Regions from separate parts of the Mus musculus genome. Here region 1 is linked to region 2. A link is a contact called in public ChIA-PET data. All regions are on one chromosome and are shown on one strand. The core of a region is the stretch at or near the end of the contact, and the rest is flanking DNA. Distances in the headings are between cores, read along the strand shown. Region 1 overlaps Akap13 (A kinase (PRKA) anchor protein 13). Region 2 holds the start of Akap13 (A kinase (PRKA) anchor protein 13).

Region 1 (5,178 bases), core at 441-2,940, 120 kb before region 2:
TGTGAAAAATTCTGTGGACTTATAGTGCATTTTGCTTTATGATATAGTTAGAAGCATATTAAGGCCAGAAAGTGAAATGTGGTGGTTTGAATGAGAAAGGTCCACATAAGCTCATATGATTGAATAAGTGGTCTTCAGTTGGTGGAACTGTTTGAGAAAGATTTAGAAAATGTGGCCTTATTGGAGGATGCGTGTCACTGGGGTGGCTTTGAGGTTTCAAAAACCCATGGCATTGCCAGTCAGCTCTCTCTGCCTCCTCCTTGTGGATCAAAATGTGAGTTCTCTGCTACTACTTCAGCACCATGCTTACCTGCCTGCTCCCATGCCTCCCTTCATGATAATCACAGACTCAGACTCAGCCTCTGAAACGGTAAGCCCCAAATAAAATCTTTCTTCTCTAAGTTTGTCTTGGTCATGGTACTCTTACAGAACTGAAAAGTAACTAAGATACCTCCATATGCACATAAGTGGTACACATATATATATGCAGGCAAAACAAGCAAATATATAAAATAAAAGACAACTCTAAAAAAAGTACTAAGTACCTACCGTGTGGCCAAAACACTCAAGATTGGCAGAGTATCACTATCAAGCTCAAGATTAGTTTTTAGTCCCTGTGTCTTTTCAAATAAAATGAAAAATAAAGGGGTTACCATTGTTTAAAACTAAGGGTTGTGTAATATACATCTAGGAATAAAACTGGTCTCAGTGTAGAAGCACAGGTAAGACTCACTGTAAGCTTGCTCTAGACAGATTACGGCTGGAGGAGGAGGAATATTAATCTTATGTCTGCCTTAGTCTAAAGCTACAGTACAAAGACAGGATGGGAAATTATAGCAAATTTAATACAATAAAAACAGAAGTTGTAGTAGGGAAGTGCAATAGCAACAATTTTCAACTAGTTTCCATGGTGTTTTTGTTTCCACTCAATTTCCTGGTAACAAGAGGAACATAAGCAGAGCTATTTCTTTTTTAAAGGAAAAGTACTGAAATTTTACTCAATTTCTAAAAGAAGCTATCCTATAGGATTCAGAAAGAAACAAAATTCCCAGAAACTGTTGAGGGGAGAAAGTCCTAAGTTTAAGTGCATTTTAGGACCCTGCAGTGTCAATTTTGTTTACAATGAAAACAGAACATAAGTATGAGGTCTGAAGGATCTGTTACCCACCAAGTAATCTACAGGGAATAATGAAGGAAACAGTAGATTTGTGTGCCAAGTTCTCTTGCAGAAAGGTGTGGTCATCCTAACACACACCCAGCCTTGAAGCCTTTCTCTGACCATAAAATGATACCATCAACCTTACAGAAGTATTGAAAATATCAGCAGGCACCACACAAAGCACATGGCAAACAGGCACCAGGAACTGGTAGTTATACTCAAAACACTACTGTTGTTTAAGTATCACACAGAAAAATAGATCACTAAATCTTGACAAAGTGTTTCACAAGCCAGCAAGCCTGTAGGACAACTAACAACTTTATTAGCACTGCAGAACTGAAAAAATAAAAATAAAAATAAAAACAACAGGAGAAAAGACTTAAACAAAAAGCACCCAGAAGCACCCAGGTAAGAAGCAAGTTATCTAAGGTTAACAGTCTTCTTAAACTCAGTAAATCCTAGGCCCTGTGGGTCAAAAGTACGTGTGCCTGAGGTTGGGAGAGCCTCCCTGCAGGCTTCTTTCCCTGCAAGCATTTTATCACTGTCTAAAGCATCTGCACCCATGGAAACGCAAAACTGCTACAAATAAACAAAAGTACTGAACTATGACCCAAAAATTACTTCATTTCCTGTTAAGCTAAAAGTGGAACACATCCCACCCTGGGCCATCTCTTCTTCGGAGACTAAAACAATCCGGCCTTTGTTTTTATCATCGATCTAAAAAAGTACCCTAAAAGCGCTTACTGGACCAGCCCAGGCCAATCCCACACAGAAAGAGGAGACTCTATTAGTCAGCAATGGGATATAAACTAGATTTACTACTCAGTTTATCATAGACGTGTTTAAGAACCTGATGTGGTTTTCTTCCTCTGGAACAGTAAAAGTGAAATGCTCAGTTTGCAGACTGCTCTCCACCCCCTCCAGAGAGGATCAAATAAACAGACAAGACCACACTGCTAGATCCTGCAGACTAAGGGCGGGCAAACGAATTTGATGCATTTATAGAATGTCTCTACATGCAGGGGAATAACAGTGAGGGACAAAACACAAAAACAAAGAAAAATACAACAGCAAACTTAGAACCCCATCATGTGTACTGTGAAAAAGGGCAGGCTATTGAACTCTACAGCGTGATTTCTGTATTCTAGCCTAAACCTTGAAAGCAGTGCTTTCCAACCCTTTTTCCTATTTTCATTACTCCTAGAAACCATTTTTAGCTTTTCCCTATTCAACCTCTACCTAGTAGAATCTTGAGTCTCATTGATATGCCTTAGGTTTGTTTACGTGTGTGTATACTTTGTATGCGAAGAATAAGAACCCCCCCCCCCGCCCCACACACACCAAGATCCAATTTACACTGATTTATTATCTATCAGTCACGCTGTAACACCCTAGGATTACGGTGCAGTGCTCACGGGTACAAGATGTAGAAATGATATCTAACACAGCATCATCACTGCTAGCCACACAGGTGGGCACTTTTTCCTCTCTTCAACTACTTCCTGGTTTGCTTTTCCAGGGCAGCCCTTATATGAACTGCATTATTTGATTTTTTTTCCCAAATTTTTATTTTTTAAAATTTTTCCATTATTTGATTTTTTTAAAACAAACTCAATAGACAAACTCAAAGCTGTCAAGATATTATCTTATTGGCCTAGTCGGCCATCACTGGAAAGAGAGGAACGCCAGGGCCAAAAAGGGGGAGTGGGCGGGTAGGGGAGTGGGGGTGGGTGGGTATGGGGGACTTTTGGTATAGCATTGGAAATGTAAATGAGCTAAATACCTAATAAAAAATGGAAAGAAAAAAAAAGATATTATCTTATACTTGGATTACATAGACTATTATAAAGTGTTCAGTTTGAAATAGTAACTGATAACTTAAGGGAAATTATAAGAATTCTTGACTGTGCAAATTAAAAGCTCGTAGCTTTTTATTTCAAAATACTTCTTGATTTGATAACCAACCCTTGCTCCTAAAGAGTGTCTTGGCTCACAAGAAATAAAAATTACATGGTGCTATAAACATAGGACTACTTTGTAAGATTTAAGCTCTAAGTTTTCATTAGCTAAAAGGTACCTGTAAATATAATAGATTTTTTTTTTTCTTTTCACTTCACAATGAAACTACCTTACATGGCCAGCTATCCTTACATGGCCAGCTATCCTGGATAAATACGAAACAAGAGAAAAGTGTGTAAGTGTTGAGTCTAATTGGACATCAGTGAAAATTTGTAATTTTACTACCAAACAGAAGCCTTTGTTTTGATTCTAGAAATATATTAATAGATAAACTAAAATGATTTGATTTTAGAAATAGCCTATACCAAAGCCTTTCACAACACAGTGTACTGAACATACTAATCCCTATTCCATTTGTAAATGATAAAATCATAATTTGCGTTGTCTAAACTGCCTAGTAAAAGTGAACCCCCAAACTTTGTTACACATCCTAAGATACCTTTAAGATAGATGGCTCAATAAAACTGAAATGATATTCTTCAAGCAGCCATTTGAAAGTCTCTAAATTTTGTTCACTTTCTATTACTGGAGGAGGAGAAAGCAGGGATGCTGAGGAAGGTCAGAAGGCTGCGTATGGAAGCCAAGTCTCTCTTCCCATCCTGGATTCCAGAGAGCAAACTCAGGTAGTCAGACTTGTATAACAAGCATTTTTACCTTCTGACTCCCTCTAGCCTCAAAGTTATTTTGAATGGAGCATTTTATTATGAATTGCGGCCAGTCTCTAATGTTAATTACTGTAAAGATGAGTTTAATTTTAAGAATAAGAAATTGTTTCAAAGTCTTTGAAATATTTTCATTAAATGTCACTATATACCATACATAGTATGCGCTTTATAAGGCATTCAAATATCCAAAAACATAAAAAGTAGACGAGTCTCTATGCTATTTATCTCAAGATGAACTATATTATATCTCCAGACTTCAATAGAAGAAAGGAAAGCAATAAAAACTGCTTTAAAAGCCTTTATAACTTCTTTATAGTTTCCCTTTTCCTTTTGAATCAGGATTTCATATAGCCTGGATCATTCTCAAACTTGTTAAGTGGCGGAGGACGGTCTTAGCCGCCTAATCGTCCTGCTTTATAATCTCCTTTTACTGTAAGATTCTTATCAGAAACACACACACAAAGGAGAAAATAAGTCAGTCCTGGTGGCTCACCCATGTAATCTCAGTGCTCAAAGGTGGGACAGGGTGGTGACAACGAGATCCTCTCAAAATACCTTTTCCCACAAAAGACGAACATTAGAAGAGGAGGACGCTTATAACTGTTTTACATGATGGAAGAATTTTTCCTATAATTTAGAAATGTCTCATTGTTCCAACCTATTTACAGAAAATATTTGATAAAAGGTGACAGACTAGCATGAAAATGTAGCTGCTTTCTGAAGGTCAATCAATCATCTGGTTTTAGTAAGAACTAAATGTAGCAAAACACAGACAATGAATCATACAGAGAACTCAAAGAAAAACCAAAGCCAGCTATCTGAATAAAGCATGACATTAAAGGGGAGAACAAGGCACAAAGCTTTTTCTTCTTAGAACTCAGATGACTGGAAATGGCAGGGCTCACCCTAGAATAAGCAGAAAGGGCACAGAGACAGCCCTATCAGGAACACCTGCTACCAAAAAAAAGAAAAAAAAAAAAACAAAACAAAAAAACCAGTGACTATTTATCCAGTAACTGCAATGCCAAAGCACTGTACAGACTTCTATCAAGAATTCTGATTGGCCGACAAGGGCCCTCAACAGACAGGAAGTCGGAGGCTATCACTATCACTGACTCACGGAAACCATCAAAGTCACCCCCGGGAAGAGACACAGACTTGGTGACAGGCTAAGAATTCAACTCAAGAAATTAAACTCCTTTTGTAGTTCCCCAAAGAGGGAAGAGGAAGGGAGGGTAAGACAGGCACCTTTCTAGAATGTCTGCTCAGGTGAAACAATGTCCACCAAGCAGCAGGGATTCCTAGAAAAGCTGAATTAACATACACGGGCATGCA
Region 2 (4,854 bases), core at 1,695-4,194:
CAAAACGGTATAGCCTCTCTCATCCTTCTGTTCAGAGGACGTCTTTTACATTTATTTGTCTTTAGGGTGGAAGTTAATTCACAAGTGTGAATGTGGAGGTCAGAGGACAAGTTTCAGGAGTTTGTGGGACCTGAACTTGGGTCATCAGGCTTGGTGGCAAGTACCTTTACCCACTGACCCACCTTCTGTTCGGAACCCTCACTTTAAAAACACTTTTTAAAAGCCATGTAAAACCGTACCACAATGATCTTTTTAGCCACCAGGAAGCAGAATATTGGACAGTGTACTAAGTCTCCTAGACCATTTCATGCATTCCTAAGAACATAATATTACTACCCCTTACAAGGAAAGAAGCAAGCTCCAGAGTCAAGTGCAGTGCTCAAGGCTTCAAAACCGTGGAAGGAAAGCTGAGGATCTGAACTCAGATTTACATAACTCCAAACAGGGAATTTCTTCTAAACTATGCTCCCTCCCAATTTCACAATGAAGGACTGGGAAGAGCCATGAATGAATCTGTTCAGTAGCTTAAGAGTCTCAACAGGGAGAGTGTGAGGGATGCATTTCAAAACTGAAAATTTCTTTTTTTTTTTTTTTTTTTAAGTCCAGAGTGTACTCTTTAAATCCCAGTTATTTTCTAGAACAAATCAACAAAAAGAGTTTTTAAAGCTGGGAAAAGTGATACACACGCGTTATCTATCCCTAAGGAAACCAAGGCAAGGAAACCTTGAGCTCAAAGCCAACATACACTACAAGGCAAACCCTACACACACACACACACAGACAGAGAGGGAGAGAGGGAGAGGGGAAGGGGGGAAGGGGGGTGCTAGGCTCTTCATTCCAGCATGCAGGCAGACAGATCTCTGTAACTTTAAGACCAGCCTGAGCTACACAGTAAGACCCTATCTCAAGAGAGAATTAACAAAGTCTCCTAAAAGTAAAGTAAATTTCACCACAGATGTGCAAGCTAATTGTCATTTTGTACAAGGCCCCAGAATTAATGGGTTTCTCCTGTGTACACTATCACTAGCCAGTGAAAATCACCTCACCTAAATCAAACAAAAGCTAAACACCAACTGTGTGGACTTTTCTAGAAAAAAAAAAAAAAAAAAAAAAAAAAACAACACACACACAGAGCATAGCAAAATACCACCCATCACAATCCTTAAGGTGTAAAAAGACTAGAAAAGACCATTTATACTACACATAGTTCCCATTTAGTGAAGCAAATACCCTAGAACAAAAGTATGTGTAGCATGTTACCACAGTCCAGAGAAGGTGTCCTGGCCACCCGATTTTGCAGTATTTGTTTATATTATGTAACTAACCAATAACTCCCAACTTCTGTCCACCTCCTTTGCTCACCACACCCACCCCAGAAAGGAAAATTAAGCACAAAGACTGTGAGTCCTGAATCCCTGTGCCTTCAGAATATTTTTCCTTGGTTTCATCAGGTAAACGAAGCTGGGTTTCATACAAAGAAAAGCCAAAAACAAAACAGAAAACCCCACACACCACTTGTCCATGTTATTCACATAGAAAAAAAAAGCAAAATGCCATGAGCAGTAGCCTTCAAAGAAAAATTTAAGTTTAACAAATGTCAAAGAAATACAACTAAAATTAACATGAAGTGACGGGGGGAGGGGGGTGGGGGGGAGGCATTGTGTTTCAGTATGAATGATAGGGTTCTCTCTTGGGAGCTAAAACTGAATTACCATTACAGCGCAAGTCTAGTCAACGAAATGCAGCGGAATGATTCCCAAGAGATGATGGTGTACAAAGTGACACACTGGTTTATCTCAGAGTCATCTCGACTGATAGGAACTTCTTTACAGACAATGAATGCACGTTCAAGAACTGGAGCGCTCCTCCTGACCCGGGCAATCCAAAAGTTTGGGGGGTGGGGGTTTAAATGAGTAAGTGACTTCGGGAAATCATGAGGGTAGTAACAAAAAACAGACAGACAGACAGACAGACAAAAAGGCACATCACTTTGTAAATCTGCTCAACGCAATGAACTCTCAAAATAACTTCATTATGAAGGGGAAAAGCAAAGACTGAAACACTCAGAGATTGCTCAATCCATTTTCATTGTGAACTCCTGAGTTCACAGTAGAGTCTAGACACTTAGAGTTAGCCAATATTTTCAGCCGAAAGACAGACACTTTCTTAGCGAGAAATAAACTGAGGGTGCGTCTCGCACCCCAGTTAAGTGTCAGCGAGCCTATTTACGAAAAGCAGTGATTCGCTAGTTCTCAAAGTGCTTGCACTAGAGCTCGAGGGGCAGAGGAGTCGAATGCGCCACCGTTCCCGGGGCGCCCACCGCGCCCCCCTCCCCATCTCGGGAGAAAGCCCCCAAAGGTGGCCGGGGCGCGCAGTGTTTACCCGGCTTGACTGCCCCGGGGAGCTGCTCGTTCCCGGAGCCGCACTCTCTGTTCGAGCGGCGCGCCCCACCGAGCAGCCGTCCCTCAGAGGAGAGCCGCAGCCGGCGCCACAGAAGCGGGCAGCAGAGGAACGTGGGTCCGAGGAGGCCGGGATCGGCGGCCGCGCTATCCACCCCTGGCTGCCGATGCTAAGAAGGGTCCGCCACCCGCGTCGCGCCCGCGCGTCCCCGCGTCCCGCAGCTCGCGCGCGCGGCCGAGAGCAGCCGAGGGGGAGGGGCGGCTGCGCGCGCGCCCCCTCCTCAGACGCCCAAACTTCCCTCAACTCCCTCAACTAAGTTGCGCTCTCACCGTGCGGCTCCCCGGGCTCCCCCGCGGGCCGAGCCGGAGCAGCTCCGCGCCTTGGCCGCGGAGAAGGACAATAGGCGGCCGCTCCCTCGGCGGCGGCGGTGACGGCTGGAGCAAGGAGCAAGCACGGCGGTCTCAACCGAGCCCAAGAGCTTAGCAGCAGCAGCTCCGGCTCTGCGACCGCCCTGCACACAGACCTGCCCACCCGCGCATGCGCCGCCTGCGGCCCGGGGTGGGCGGTGCAACGAGCCAAGCCTAAAAGTTTCTATTGGACAATTAGACTACCCATCATGTTCTGTGAGCCCAATAGGAAGGCTTCTTGGCAGTTGGCTCTGGTTGCTAAGGAACGATGAGGTTGACCGCCACTGCTGCCAGGCGGCAAAGTGATCAAAGTCGGGTGGCTGGCAGCAGCTGCTGGGGAAATGCCCACCCACCTTCTCCTATCCGCCCCATCACCGGAAGCCACCCTTCCTCTGTGCGCCTGGTGCTTACCTAAGTCGGAGCACTTACCACACGTTGACGCTAAGACTCAATAGAGTCTTCTTAAGAGTCCAAGGTGGAGCGGCACAAAGTACTCAAGTATGTTGGATGGGTGAAGATTGTCACAGTGACTTTGAGCTATTCGATCACCACAAAATCATTGCCTTTGAGTTGCTATGGACTTCAGAAACCATCTAGTTGCTTCGGAGAAACCAAGTATGGACATGTTCCAATGGTGACCCAAGATACTACATTAATTGGTACAAAAAGAAACTTCTTTTTGATAGTTACATATTGTAATGTGTTATTAAGGGAAAACATGCCTATAATGCCAAACTATTTTGACATGTTATTTTTTCGGTCAATAGAAAGTTGGGGGGGGGGGGAGCCGGGGATTATGAATATTACGCAAGAAATGTGAGGTTTTCTGTGCAGTTTAATATTTATTGTGGTCGAAGTAAGAAAGGTAGTTTCCTAGGAGGAGAAGGGTATTGACTGGGAAGGAACAGAATGGAATCTCTGCGAGTACTGGCCTTGCATTTTTATTTAGGTGATCAAAACATATTAATATGAAAATATTATGTGGCTGTACCCCTAAGATAAATACCCCATTGGGGGACAGTTTCCTTTAAGTATTGGACTCCCTCTGGCCAACCATCTCCCAGTAGATGACCCAGCACCCACACAGCTATGGACAGTACAAGTTGAACACAGTGGATCATAAGTTTTTTTAAAGAGCAGAAGGAGAATAAGAAGTTGAGAGGGATGGGTTGGGAGAATGTGGCCAAAGTATATTATATGAATGAAGAAAATGTTCAAAGAATTATATGAAAAGATTAACTTCATATAATTTCAAAGTCAGTTTAAAAAAAATAGTAATACAAGATATGGACCTGCCAAAAACTGCAAGAATGGAAGTCACTGTCATTTGGGAAGTTTTAATCCAGACAAGGTCACTACCATCATGAAAATATTTAACAGAAAGTATTATCAGTGCCTGGTGATTGTACCAGGCATTTTCTGTTGTTAAATGTCACTTTCCCTTTTTAAAATTATTTTAATTGAAAAGATGCTTCATATAACATGTTTTGATCTTGTTTTCCCACTCTCCAGTTCCTCTCAGATCCTCCCCACCTCCCTACTCATCCAACTTCATGTTTTTTCTTTTCTTCTTCCTTCATAAAACAAAAGCAAAAAGTACGAAACACAAAAATGGAAATCAAACAATCAAATCCAGGATCAAGTCCAAAAAGAAAAAGAAAGCCAAAACACAGCACAATGAAACAAAAAGTCCACAAAAATACCACTGAGTCCATTTTGTGTTGGCCAATAACTGGAACATGAGGCCTGCCCTGAAGTGTGATTGATAAAACCAGTGAGAGTGCATTGGAGAAAACGGATTATCCCTTTGCCAGGGCATATTGATTGTATATATCTTCTTGCTTAGAGGCTGGGAGCCTATGACCCCTTCCTCCCTCTAGATGCTGGGACTCCTGGCTTGAACCTTTGCAAATCTTTTGTGTGCCAACACTGCATGAGTTCATATGCATATCAGTCCTATTGTGTCTGGTAGTCACTGTTTCTTGTAGTCATCCATCACCTCTGTCTCTTACAGTCTTTCTGCCTCCTCTTCCTCACTCCTTCCTGA

Evidence for each region. ChIA-PET counts read pairs in DNA pulled down with a chosen protein or histone mark.
Region 1: an RNA polymerase II ChIA-PET map of memory CD8 T cells shows a contact between it and region 2, with 1,839 read pairs. The contact joins the enhancer-like site here to the promoter of Akap13 in region 2. A contact is called at or near these places in 9 of 39 promoter capture datasets (the 3T3-L1 cell line, 3T3-L1-derived adipocytes, the C10 cell line and 5 more), 1 of 15 datasets of contacts at CTCF or cohesin (the NIH/3T3 cell line), 11 of 484 Hi-C or Micro-C datasets (CD4 single positive thymocytes, CD8 T cells, the HPC-7 cell line and 7 more), 13 of 115 datasets of contacts at active chromatin or transcription factors (the 230-238 cell line, CD8 T cells, the SCID.adh cell line and 10 more) and 2 of 9 other capture datasets (adipose tissue and liver).

Annotation. Positions count from the first base shown.
Region 1 is chr7:75,572,098-75,577,275 of GRCm38.p6, reverse strand. The region is part of intron 3 of Akap13 (A kinase (PRKA) anchor protein 13); the gene reads right to left. Among named protein-coding and RNA genes, the nearest start is that of Akap13, 120 kb to the right of the region's middle. Within about 2 kb of position 1,690, at least 221 of the 459 cell types and tissues checked have an H3K27ac peak or open chromatin away from gene starts, as enhancers often do. A contact at or near this core is called in CD4 single positive thymocytes, CD8 T cells, LSK cells and 19 more, where this site is marked.
Region 2 is chr7:75,453,624-75,458,477 of GRCm38.p6, reverse strand. It overlaps Akap13 (A kinase (PRKA) anchor protein 13), which reads right to left and starts at 2,944. Exons shown (of 37, transcript NM_029332.1): 1 at 2,730-2,944.